2 separate regions of the Oryctolagus cuniculus genome follow, and region 1 is linked to region 2. The links are chromatin contacts, called in public Micro-C maps. All regions are on one chromosome and are shown on one strand. Each heading gives the region's core, a stretch centred on a gene start, on an enhancer-like site or on the middle of the called end of the contact. The rest is flanking DNA. Distances are from core to core; before and after follow the strand shown. Region 1 holds the start of NPHP3 (nephrocystin 3). Region 2 holds the start of TF (transferrin).

Region 1 (6,966 bases), core at 1,916-4,415, 140 kb after region 2:
TGTGTGACATAAAGGCCTAAAGAGAAGCCATCTATATCCAGCATATGCATCTACATCTCAAAGTCATCCATTTCAGGGGCACCCCAGTGTTCGCATTCTGCCCTGCCCCCTTCTACCTGCTAGCTTGAAGTCCCCGCCCCTTCTACCTGACAAATCTTCCACAGTCTCCCAGATGCAGCCCAGTATCTGCATTTCAAACACCCTGCTCCGGATCCCCATTCTCTAGGGGGTCCTGATCACCCTTCCTTTGAACCCAGGATGGCCCCAGCTAGGCTTCCTCCTGTCTGATACCTTCAAGGAAAAACTCAGATAGGAGCTTCTTAATATTTACAGCCATAAAATCCTTTGTTTCAGGGGGAGATGTATGAAGACAAAGACCCATCTCCTTAACCCCTCCCACCCTCATCCCCCCCCACTCCCTCCCCCTCAACCAGGCTGCATGTTCAACCCTCTGCCTCTATGCTGAGTGGTACGCCTGCCTGGCCAGGTGTAATCTCTCCACTCAACCATGTAACCTTGCTTCTTCCCCTGTCCGAGCGACGGCATTCTCTCTCAGGTCCTGTCTGGAGAGGTGCCTATCCGTTCTTGCGGATGTCTCTACCCTAATAAACTTTGCTACTTTTTACTTTCCACCACTCTGTCTTACACCTGAATTCTTTCTTGTGCAAAGACAAGAACCCTGCATTTCTCTGGTAACAAAGGGATCATATAAATGAGATCAACTTGTAATAATAGATAGAATTAAAAAAGAATGTTCCAACACAGAAAGCGGTCTACACAGCAGACTCATACAATGACAATCACTTTAAATTGCACCCTGACCTCACAATCAGCCCTTAAGGCATTCTGATCTGGTTGAAAAGCCCATGAGAGCATTTCAGGCATAGAAAACTAAGACTCTGGCAAAAAAAGTCCTACATGAAGGATCTCTGTGAGTGAGACTCCAGGGGAAAGAAGGGCCCATCAAAGAAGGATGCACTTTTCTCTGAAGGGGGGAGAGAACTTCCACTTTGTTTATGGCCTTGTCTAAATACTGACAGATTGTGGATTCAAAGGGCTTCAGTAGCCTAGGCAGCACATGTCAAGAGCCTCAGGTGATCCCTGATATGTGTAAGAGTGTTAATTGTTAAATCAACAACAAAAGTTAATGTGCACTAACTTCCCATGCAGGACTTCTATTAGTGAGTTTTATTAAGATAATTAACTAAGACTTGTTCTCAGTTTGTGTGTGTGTGTGTGTGTGCAAATTGTTGAAATCTTTACTTAGAGTTGGTCTTCTATGTATAAAGTTAATTGAAAATGAATCTTAATGGAGAATGGGACAGGGAATGAGAGAGGGAGGAGGTGGGGTGGGAGGGCAGATATGGTGGGAAGAATCACTATATTCATAAAATTGTACTTATGAAATTAGTACTCATTAAATGTTTCTTTGGGAAAAATAACACACACACACACACACACAGAAAATTGGTGGCTATCTTTAATCAACCACTAGCCTCCTGCAAGTGATTTTATTCCTCACTCTGTGTTCAGGGTTATCGTTTCAAAATGCAGCACGAGCTGTGTGTGCTAAACTCAGCATAAAGAAAAACAGATTATGAAGTTGAAAATTAGACAAACTTGTGTAATGTTTCATCATTAAGAAATATGTTGGAAAACAACCACATTATCATACTGAGTATCCAATAGCATCCTATTTGCTCACTGCTGGACTCACTTTAACATTGACCAACAGTGATCTAAGGCCAGTATGCATGCTCTGTGTATACCAAGAGCCTATGATGAGAAATAGCTGAGATCCCTTCACAGAGGGCTGTCTCCAGGATTTCAGCCAAACAGATTGTTTTGGAACACCTGCACATGTCTGTGTAAATCAGATCACTGAGGAAGGCAGTGACAATTAGTCCTTGGGCTTTTGGGGAGCTGAGGCCATATTTGATAGCTCTTTGGACCACCAGCCATTTTCAGAGATGCTAAATAAGGTTTGCTGGTGATAAATCTAGGCAAAAAATGGTCCAACAGCCATAATGAGAGCTACTGCTATAACCCTAGATTGACAGAATGCGGGCCCAAGTAGGGGAGGAGAGGTCAGGAAAACACAGAACACAGGGCTTTGTGCCTCGTGGGCAGTGGCTGATGAGTCGGAACTGTTGCTGTGAGGTCATCCAGAGTTGGCTTCTTAGACATCGCAGCACGCCTTTGAGAGAAGCGAGGTTCAAAGTTTGAGCTTTGGGGCCGGCGCCATGGCTCACTTGTTAATCCTCCGCCTGCAGTGTCAGCATCCCATATGGGTGCGGAGTTCTAGTCCCGTTTGCCCCTCTTCCAGTCCAGCAATCTGTTGTGGCTTGGGAAGGCAGTGGAGGATGGCCCAAGTGCTTGGGCCCATGCACCCGCATGGGAGACCAGGAGGAAACACCTGGCTCCTGGCTTTGGATCTGCGCAGTGCTGGCTGTTGCGGCCATTTTGGGAGTGAACCAATGGAAGGAAGTCCTTTCTCTCTGTCTCTCTCTCTCACTGTCTATAACTCCACTTGTCAAAAAAAAAAAAAAAAAAAAAAAAAGAAAAGAAAAGAAAAAAGTTTGAGCTTTGACGGTTGCTGGACAGTGCTGAGAGGAAGGAGAAGCCCTTCTGGTGTGAGCAGAAAAGCAGGCTGCCAGGGCGGAGGAAGGTGGGCTGGCGGGTGTTCCGGGACGGGGAAGATACCGCGTCGGGGCACTCCTCCTTCCTAGACCGTGGAACCCGGGAGACCTTAGTGCCAGAGGCCCTCAGGGTGTCTGTTGGAGGACTCAGGCCTTGCTAATTTCATTTACGCAGGAATTGCCTCGGGTCTTTAGCTGAGGGACACTGCGAAGGAGACACAACGACCCAAAGTTTTCCAAAGGATCTGGTTGGAAACCGATGGGTGACCCTCAAACCTCCGATCACATCGAGGGTACAAACAATGAGAAATTAGCAGAAAGGATTTGACAGGCGGGATGTCCTTCAGGGGCCGTGACGGGGCGAACGCTTCCCTCACCTCAGGCGCAGGCGGAGGAACTTCCCGCCCCCTCGCTGTCCCACCCCCCTGACCCGCCCACGGGCTCGCCCCGCCCCTCTGGCCCCGCCTTCTTCCCTCGCTCCAGTGGCTGCCCCGCTCAGCTCCACTAGTCCCGCCCCTTTCGCCTCGCCCTCCATTTCGGCCCGCCCCTCCTGTCCCCGGCGCGCGTCGCGGCGGCATGCCATGGGGACCGCGTCGTCTCTTGTGCGGCCCGCGGGCGGGGAGGTGATTGAGGACACGTACGGCGCGGGCGGCGGTGAGGCGTGCGAGATCCCGGTGGAGGTGAAGCCCAAGGCCCGCCTGCTGCGCGGCTCGCTCCGCCGGGGCGCTGGGGCCGGGCCCGGGGCGCAGGCGCGCGGCGCGGGCGGCGGCGGGCTGCTGGGGGCCAGCTTCAGGTCCACCGGCTCGTCGCTGCCCGAACTGGAGTACGCGGCGGCCGAGTGCGAGCGGCTCAGGAAGGAGTACGAGATCTTCCGGGTCAGCAAGACCCAGGAGCTGTTGTCCATGGGCCGCCGCGAGGCCAAGCTGGACACGGAGAACAAGCGGCTGCGGGCGGAGCTGCAGGTAACGCCCCGGGCGGCGGCGGGCTCGGGGCTGCCGGCTGTCCGCAGACTGGGCGGTGGGGCGCCCGGGGACGGAACTGCCCCCCTGGCTGGCTGTGGGGCTGCTGTCTCCTGTCTACACGGGCTCCTCGGCCGCCCTTCCTTCCGTTTGTTTCCGGTTGCTTCTTACGCTCCAAGACGTGGCCTGGGTGGACTCAGCTGCGGTCCCTCACCCCAAGACAGGTGACACGTCTTCAGGCAGCTCCGCGACCTCGCCCTCGCCCCATTCCACCTGGGGGCGCCTCCCGGTGGGGCTCAGGGCCCCGCGTCCCTGTGCAAAGCTCCTGGGATGTTAACAATGTTGGCGTGAGTTTTTCTGGACGCCTCCTGCTTTTCACCCTCTGAGGTGCTGCAGTGGGAAACCTTCCTAGTCAGATTCCTTAGTTCCCTTATTTACTCTAAACCCCAATGCGGGTCCATTTGTAATTCCTTAAGATAGTATATAAAGCCGAGGTTGCTTTTGCGTAAGCCAGATTCTGAGACTTGGAGCCGTCGGTTGTGTCATTTGTTCTTTTTCTGTCTATGGAAGAGGCTTCTAGGCAGCCCAGGCCCCTGAGATCATCACGGTAGGATCTGAGTGAATTCCTGGTTTTTTAAAAGAAAGAAATCTGCCTCCTCATTTAGGTGTTCCTGTGGTCAGGTTGATTTTTTAACTCCCTCATCAGCCGATACCTAAAGGGTGCTTGTTGGTTTTGGTGTCTTAGTGTTTTCCTGCTTGGCAGTGTTAATGTATTTGCCTGTAGAAAATGGACTTGCGCATTTCGTGTATCCACACTGCGGACCGTGTGCAGGGCACACGGGAAACAACTTAGATGGCAGGTAGGAAAGAAGGTGGAGGTCAGCGGGCAGAGTGCGGCGTTCCCGGAGTACTCCTGCTGCCCGCCTGATTCCTGGGGAAGCCTACTTGCTTCCTTTCTCACATTTCTATGCATGGAGAAACTCTCCCGCCAGACTTTTCTGGGCGGCCTGCAGTGTATCAGACACTGCATGGGACTTGGGGTAGCAACACAAGTAAGATGTGGTGCCAAGGAGTGCAGGGTCTCCCAGAATTAAGTATCCTTCAAGTGAAGCCTTTCAAGTTGTACTTTTAAAAGAGTCTCCTAAAGATGGGACAATGGAAGTAGAGGGAAGTTCAAGAGCTGATGGAGATGATGCAGAATTTCAATGAAAAATTGATTTCCATTGAAAGCGTAACATTGATGTGACCTCATTTGCTATAGTTCAAGTGTGTTTGCATTTTCCCATCATGTGTTTGAATGAAATGGCAACATATAATTCTTGAAAATTGGTACAATAATAGGTTGTTAAAATTTCAAGATATGTAGCATGTCAGAATGTCGAATTTGGGAGAAAGGCTATTTTTGTTAAGCAATAAAAAAGTAAATTATTCCAGGCACTTCAGAAAACTTACCAGAAGATACTTCGGGAAAAAGAAAGTGCTTTGGAAGCAAAATACCAAGCAATGGAGAGAGCAGCTACATTTGAACATGACAGAGATAAAGTTAAAAGGCAATTCAAGGTACGCTCCTACATCTTTACCCCCAAAGTGACATGGAATAAAAAATAGTATATTATAAAAGCTTCTATAACGTTGTGGGGAACAATTAGGAACAAGTCATGTATGGCTTATGAAAGTGATAAGAACCGGAATAAGTGCTTTTTACATTTTTGAGTTGGACGTGGTACCCTCGAGATAGTTCAGACAAAAAATATAAAGGTGAACATATGAGTGGGGATTTTGGAAAGAGTGTGGAAACGTTTGGGGAGGACGTCAGGTATTTAGGGGAGACTGAACGTCACTGTGCTCGCCAGCCCTGCACTGCAGGCGTGCACCCTGCTGGCATTTATTTCAGTGGGTTCCAGCTACAAGGCAATAAGATAAAGGCATTGGGATTCTCCCTCCTAAGAAAGAGTGTATTGTGGACCAAATGCACATTGGTTTTATGAATGATAGTTCCTTTAGAAGTTGAAGGCATGACTTCTTTTTATCACAAAAATGTTTTCAAAATGTAAAATCTTTTTAAAGATTTTTAGGGAAACCAAAGAAAACGAAATTCAAGACTTACTAAGAGCCAAGCGAGAGCTGGAGAGCAAACTTCAGAGGTTGCAGGCTCAGGGGATCCAGGTGTTTGATCCTGGGGAGTCTGATTCGGATGACAACTGTACAGATGTTACTGGTAAACCTATTTGCTGTTTACGGTTTTGTGTGCTTTCAGCATAACTGGAGTAAAATTGTAGAGCCAGCTTAGAATCCTGCCGTATCTGTATTGGCTAGGCTATTGCTTTGTGTATTGATACAGATAGAATTGTTCTCTCTTTTTCAGTCAGCTGTTGGGGCACCCAGGAAGTCAGGGGCTGGGGCTTATTCTGTCTTGTTGCCCTGCCATGTCTACTCCACAGCTCTTCCCTCTCTGGTCTCAGATAGCTAAAGGGAAGAAGAGAGGGGGGAAACAAATTCCTTTCTTTGAAGGCACATCCTGAAAGGTATACAGATCACTTCTGCTCAAATCTTGTTGGCCGGAACTATACCTAGGAAGACGGGAAAATGGAATCAGTTACTGGGCAGATACGTGTCTGGCTAAAATGTGGAGTTCTGGTACCAAGGGAAGAATGGATATTACAGGTAGTAGTCTCTGCAGCATTATTTTTCCACTCAATGATGTGTTCTTTGCCATTATTGTTTAACTTTTTATTAATTTTTATATGTTTGAAATGCAGACAGAGGGAAATTTCCCATCTGCTACTGGTTTACTATTCAGATACCCACAACATCCAGGGCCAGGTCAGGCTATAGCCTGGACCTGGGAACTCAGTCTGGGTCTCCCATGTTGGTGGCAGGAACATAACTACTGAGCTGTCACCTTCTGCCTCCCAGGCTGTGCATCAGCAGGAAGCTGGGAACTGGACCTCAAACCCAAGCAGTCTGTTAGGGAATGTGCACATCCTACACAGTGTCTTGACCACTGCCCTAGACACCTGCCCTACAGCTGCACAGAGTTGTTTCCAATGTAGTTTGGTGAAATATTCAAGGAATTTTTTGTTTGGGGGCAGGTGTCTGGCCTAGCAGTTAAGATAGGATGCTCATGTCCCATGTTGGAGTACATAGGTTCCACACCTGGCTCCACTACTGATTTTAACTCTTGCTAGTATAGACCCTGGGAGACAGCAGTGGTGACTCAAGTGACTAGGGTCCTTCTACCCATGTGAGAAGCCTGGGTTAAGTTCTAGGCTCCTGGCTTGTTCCTCCCCAGCAAGGGGCCGTTGCTAGCATTTGAGGAGTGAACCAGTGGATGGCCGTGTTCTTAGGCCCTCTCCTTCCCCAACACC
Region 2 (6,086 bases), core at 371-2,870:
GAGAATGGTGCTCTTGGCACAAAGTCATCCTGCTTGGCAGTGGCCACTCCAGGCTGGGAAGCCAGGTCTTTTCAGCCTCTCGGTCTGCTGCCCAAGGCATGGGAGAGGAGACTATTTCCAAGTTACTGCGCCCCTCCTCCGCCAGCAGCTGGAGGCAAAGGAATGAAGAGGTAATGCATTTGCCTGCTTGTCTGCCACCTGCTGGTGAGAGATTAACAGTAAACTCCAGCCAGCCAGCACCGTCCCGCCCTCCTTTGCTTTCCACCATTCCTTTTGGCCAAAGCCAGGCGTGTGGAGAGCTTTTAGAACCCATGGGGTGGTATGGGGCTGGTGTTGTGATATAGCGGGTACAGCCCACCGCCTGCGGTGCCGGCATCCCATATGAGCACCAGTTCAAGTCCCAGCTGCTCCAGCTCTCTGCTGTGGCCTGGGAAAGCAGTAGAGGATGGCCCAAGTCCTTGGGCCCCTGCATCCGTGTGGGAGACCCAGAGGAAGCTCCTGGCTCCTGGCTTCAGATCAGCACCGCTCCGGCTGTTGCAGCCATCTGGGGAGTGAACCAGCGAATCCATGGGGTGGGGAAGTATTGTTCCTATCAGAGGAGCTTTAGAGCCTCTGCCATCTCAGTGCCCTGCGGGCCAACACAGCAGGAGCTGGTTCAGACGGGCTCTGATGCCCTGCAAAGCATGAAGGGAAGTGGCCAACTGCTCTCCCGGAGGGACAAGGAGGGACCTTGGGGACTGACTGCCCCTTTGTTCCACCTCAGCCCCTGAGAACTCACAGGATGGGGGCTCCTTCCCGGGAAGCTCCCCACCCCTCAGGGTTCCCACAGACAAGAATGTGTCCCCAGCCATGCAGCCTCCAGCACTACCCTTGCCCTGAGGAGGGCAGAGGTGAGGAATGCTGGGCTGTGGCTCCGGGAGCTTGTAGTTTCCAGGGAGAGCAAATTGCTCAAGGGTCCAGTGTGGTGTGACAGAGGCCCCACAGGGGGCAGGCAAACAAACAAACGTCAGAGGCAAAGGTCAGGGACCCAACAAACTGGGAGGTGGGGGTGGTCAGCAGCAGGCCTCCCGCGGGGGCGGGGCGGGATGTGTACCCCAGCGGCCTCCACAGAGACCTGGCCCTCACCTGAGCCTCCCACGCAGGTGCTGTTACGACCGGGCTCACGTGGGAGAAGCCAGGCAGGGACCCAGACCCAAGCGGTGCGGCCTCACACCCCATGCTCTGAACCTCCACCTTAGCCGGAGGGACCTAGACGTGGTCAAGAGCGCGTGGAACGGCGGACCCTGAAAGGGCACGGGGCAGATCCGGGGCGCTGGGGATGCTGTGATAAAAAGTCTGGGTTTGGATACGCGGTGATGGGAAGCGCTCTGATTTAGCGTTCTCCCGGGCTGCAGGGGTTAGCGCTCCGATAGGAGGCGGCGGCCGGCGCTCAGCTCAGGGCAGGGCTGTTCCTAGGGCTGCCGAGACCGCGAGGCACCTGCAGCCCGAGTGCGGGGGGCGCACGGGCGCCCCACGGCGCGGCGCCGCCCTGCGGCAGTGCCCGTACTCACTCACCCAGGGCGGCGCAGGCCAGCAGGGCGCCTGCGGCGAGCCTCATCTTGTAGCTCAGGGGTGGTGGCGAGGAGCGGCGAGCGCTGACCGACCCGCTTCTGCGCACCCTGCCCGCGCCCCGCGCCCCTTTATCGCCGTCGGGGCGGGCCAGGCGCGATCTTTGACCTCGCGTGTTTGCTCAGCGCGGTTGCCCAATCGGCCCTCGCCCGTCCCCCTCTTCCTTCCTCGCCCCCCTGGTACATTTCCTGCTGGACCGGAGCGTGGGATCCAACACAAAAGTGCTCTGAGAACGGGAACAAAGGAAAACCCACCCCCTGCCGTGGCGGCTCGCTCGGTGCCAGGACGCTGGCTGCCGCGGGCTGGAGCCGGCGGAGGCTCTGCTCTTGGGGCCCGCGCTGCCCGAGCCCGCTGGACCCATACGTGGAGACCAACTCCGGCCTGCGGGGGCCCCAGACTCGAGCCCTTCCAGGGGAGAGAGGTCGAGAAGGGCAGAGTAGGCATCCCGTGTGCTCCCGGGCTCCGCCATGCCCAGCCCTGACGGACGGGCTCAGGCTGCTGCGCTGGAGGCTCGCGTCCTGCCCTCACGCCTGCCCTGGGGCCCCTCGGCCGGCCGGGGACGGAGCAGCAGAGGAAAATGAACTCGCGCAGGAGGCGGCCGGGAACGGGGCTGGGGCACGGGGAAGCTGGGAACACAGGGCCCTGCAAGTACAGAGAGAGCAGCGCAAGGGCGGATCTGGCCAGTTCCTGAAGTCCTCTGTGTCCTTCTGTCCCTCTCCAGCCCGGGAGTTCCCAAACCATTCTGACTGTGCATCGTTATCACGAGAGAGATTGCGCCTCTGCTGTGTAGACATTTTTTTTTAACTAAAAATTTTGTGCATTTCAATCATGTGCAAGGAGTAAAGATATATGAAAGGATGATTATTTGAGAAGCAGCGAGAAAGAGATGGCTCCTGTCCACTGGTCCATGCCTCAGCTGTCCAGGAAGGCTGCAGCTGAGAGTTAGGAACTCAATCCGTGCCTCTTGCAGGGGTGGCAGGAACCCAGCTTCCTGAGCCGTCATCACTGCTCCTGCCCAAATCCAGTACAGGTACTCCAGTGTGAGACGTGGGTCCTGACCGGGTTTCTTAACCATTAGACCCAACACCCACCCCTGCGCTTTAAGTGTCCTTTTACTTGTACTCTCTTATGTATGATGAATCTCAAGGTACAGCATGTACTGGGGGAAGATCAAGGTTCTGTAGGCAATGTGGAAATCTAGATTTCAGGGTATCATTAAGATAGTTGCAGCTTTTCCAAAAGTTACTCCTATCTGGTCTGCCTAGATGGTCCCTGCTTCTGCCTCATATTTTAACTGACGAAGAGCTTATTCCAGGCCTGGGAGAAGTAACTTAGTTTGTGCTTGTTATCAGAATTTTCTTCTTTTAAAAAAATATTTATTTGATTAGTTACTTGAAAGAATCACTGAGGGGGAGAGAGAGAGAGACAGAGAGAGGAAGAGGGAGAGTGAGAGGTGCATCTTTGTCCCTCATTGGTTCACTCCCCAGATGGTCACAACAGCCAGGGCTGGGCCAGACCAAAACCAGGGACCTGGAACTCCATTCTGTTCTCCCACATGGGGGGCAGGGGCCCCAGTGCTTGGACCATCTTGGATTGCTTTCTCAGGCGCATTAGTAGGGAGCTGGATTGGACAGTGGAGCAGTTGATCCTCAAACCAGCATCCTAAGCTAGGGCTTAACCTGCTGTGCCACAATACCAGCTCCGGAATTTTCTTCTAATTCTGGTTTCTTTGCAGGGATTTTTTTTTTTTTAAGTTTTATGTATTTATTTGAGAGGCAGAATTATGGAGAGAGACAGGAGAAACAGAAAGGTCTTCCATCTGTTGGTTCATTCCCAATGGTCTCAACCACCAGAGCTGGGCCCATCCGATGCCAGGAGCCAGGAGCTTCTTTCAGGTCTTTCACATGGGTGCAGGGGCCCAAGCACCTGGGCCATCTTCTACTGTTTTCCTAGGCCATAGCAAGAGAGCTGGATCAGAAGTGGAGCAGCCAGGACTCGAACCGGTGCCCATATGGGATGCCGGTGCCACAGGCGGAGGCTTAATCTACTGCACCACAGCCCTGGCCCCCTAGGGATATTTTTTTAACATAGTTGTCCATCTTGTGAAAGTTGGAGAGTGAATCCCACATTATGTCATCTGAATACCCGTTACTGAGGCACGCACGAACCACAAGACATGGACACGAAGATTCCAGAAATGAACACCGAGGTCTGGGCACCAGAATCACTCGGCGCCCCTTTGACAGCCCACCCCTCTGTGCAGAGATTCCATTCTTCAGAAGCTTCACTGGACCTGCTCCTGCCCAGCCCTTCCCCCCTGGTGGGGACCTGGGGCCACTCCCCATGGAATGTGAGTGCCTGCTAATTTGTTAATCTTACTGCAGTAACAATAAATATAACTGAAGCTGGGGATGGTCTCTCCAACCCCAATAGGCTGTGTCACACACAAAGGGACAACACGCATCCTACGTTAGAGGTCCTTGCTTTAGTTGGAGGTTTTTGTTTATAATGTGGACATGAGCCAAGGCTGGCCTTCCAGACACCTGCCTCTCCCATGAGGAAGAGAGGTCGCTGGTGCCTCTCGGGCTACTGCCTGTGCTTGAGCCAGGAGAAAATGAGACTTGGCCCGCATCCCTGCAGCAGACCTTAGAGGCTGCTCTGGATTCCTGCAGAGACCTCAGGGCAGGGATGGAGGTGGGGGGGGGGTTTAATTACTGGAACAGGACTGGCTGGGAGGCACCTGGCAGGGCAGCAGTTAAGCACCTAGCTGCAGGTCTGCCAGGAAGCTGGAAGGGGATTGCCCAGTGCTGAGCTAATGCCAGAAACTCAGGTAAGAACAGTGCAGGCCATGGCAGGCAGGTGGGCAGTGGTGAGGTATGGTGTGCCCAGCCCCCTATTCATGTCGGTGGGGCATGTGGAGGGAATTACACCGTGTCCTTGGTGGTCCGTGACCCTTGTACCTGTGCTCTTAGGTAGGTTGTGTGATTCCACACCAGAGGCCATCTGGAGTCAAGACCCTCATTGTCCCTCATTCTCTGCTGCATGACGACTGGGATTTACTGAGAGATGGACTGTGCACTCACCTCAGCCCTCTGACATCAGTGCTTTAGCATCGCTGTCTTACAGATAAATGAGGTCAGGAAGCCGAAATCCTGGGAGGGCACCACCTTAAATGTCGGCTGGACAGGCCGAATGCAGAGTCAAGCCCTGTGGTCCCAGTGAGTGTCCACTCCCGAGGGACGCTACCTCTCCAAGGAAACGAGGATGCAGAGAATCAGAGGGCTTGGCCTTGGGTCCCCAAGACAGAGACGGGCACAGCACACTCCCAGCTCCACCATCTCCCAACAGACACACCCAGGGAGCGGTTCTGCCCACAGAGACGCTGGCCAGATTGGGAAAGGGCTGAGAACCAGGGCCACAGGCTGACTGCATTCTGCTCTCAGCTCAGGAAACACCATGTGTTTAGCCCCTTGCGGGTGCTAGGCACTGTTTGGGGTGAGATCTTGTGGTTTGGACAAAAAGCCCTCAGGGGTAAGATCAGTTTCCCCATTCCTTCCGAGGTGGGCCTTGCAATGAAACAACGGGTCCTTGTTTGTGGAGCTCTGAGCCCAGCCCCCTTGAGGTCACAGCTGCCTTCTGGGTATTAATCTTCCTGGTTTATCTCGAGGAAGAGAAGCACAGGGCCAAAGGCGGTGAGAGAGACAGAGAGGAGTTGAGGGGACTTTCAGTTCCAGACCAACACAAACATGACCCAAAAACCTGCACCAGGAACAGAATAAAGCCCTCCTCTTCCAGCCCCAGGGCTGGCCTCTTAGAGAAGCAGCGGGCATTGTGTGGACGTGCAGGGCAGTTGGGGAAGCTGCCCAGAAGGGGGTGGGCAGGAAGGCACTGGACTTCAGAACCAATATTTGTTGTTTCCAAATGTTGCCCAATTTACACAGAAGCTGAGCAAACAAAGAGCCTGTGTCTGCTGCAGTTGGTGCCTCCCCCTCCCCCCCAGTGTCCTCTGCCTGACTCCAGAGCCTGTCTGAAATCCTGAGTCTAGGGCATTGTTCAAAGGCAGAGACCTGAAGCGATGCTCAGGGCTGGTGGGCCAGGGGCACATGGGATGGGTGGGGACCAGGGCAGGGGCGCTTTAGGAAAATGTCAGACATTTTGCATACGGTCCATGACACCATCTCCCCCCCCCCCCCACACACACTCATTACCCTTAGATAATGGAAGATTCTCAAGGTTTCTTTTAAATAAACCTATATTTATATATTTGAAAGACATAGTTAGAGACAGAGAGAGAGAGAGAGAGAGAGATATTTTCCATCCACTGGCTCACTCCTCCAACAGCGGTAATGACTAGGGCTGGCCAGGCAGAAGCCAGGAGTTTGGAATTTCTTTTTTTTTTTAACTTTTATTTAATGAATATAAATTTCCAAAGTACGGCTTATGGATTACAATGGCTTCCCCCCCACAACGTCCCTCCC

Evidence for each region. Hi-C and Micro-C count contacts between places; a contact is called where the count stands out from the background.
Region 1: a Micro-C map of ear pinna shows a contact between it and region 2, with 4 times the contacts expected there. The contact joins the promoter of NPHP3 here to the promoter of TF in region 2. A contact is called at or near these places in 4 of 6 Hi-C or Micro-C datasets (ear pinna, embryonic fibroblasts, psoas muscle and 1 more).

The regions. Positions count from the first base shown.
Region 1 is chr4:147,784,712-147,791,677 of mOryCun1.1, forward strand. NPHP3 (nephrocystin 3) reads left to right here and starts at 3,166. Exons shown (of 27, transcript XM_008266202.4): 1 at 3,166-3,601; 2 at 5,033-5,158; 3 at 5,666-5,816. The coding sequence starts at 3,221.
Region 2 is chr4:147,642,835-147,648,920 of mOryCun1.1, forward strand. It overlaps TF (transferrin), which reads right to left and starts at 1,621. Exons shown (of 17, transcript NM_001101694.1): 1 at 1,555-1,621. The coding sequence starts at 1,597.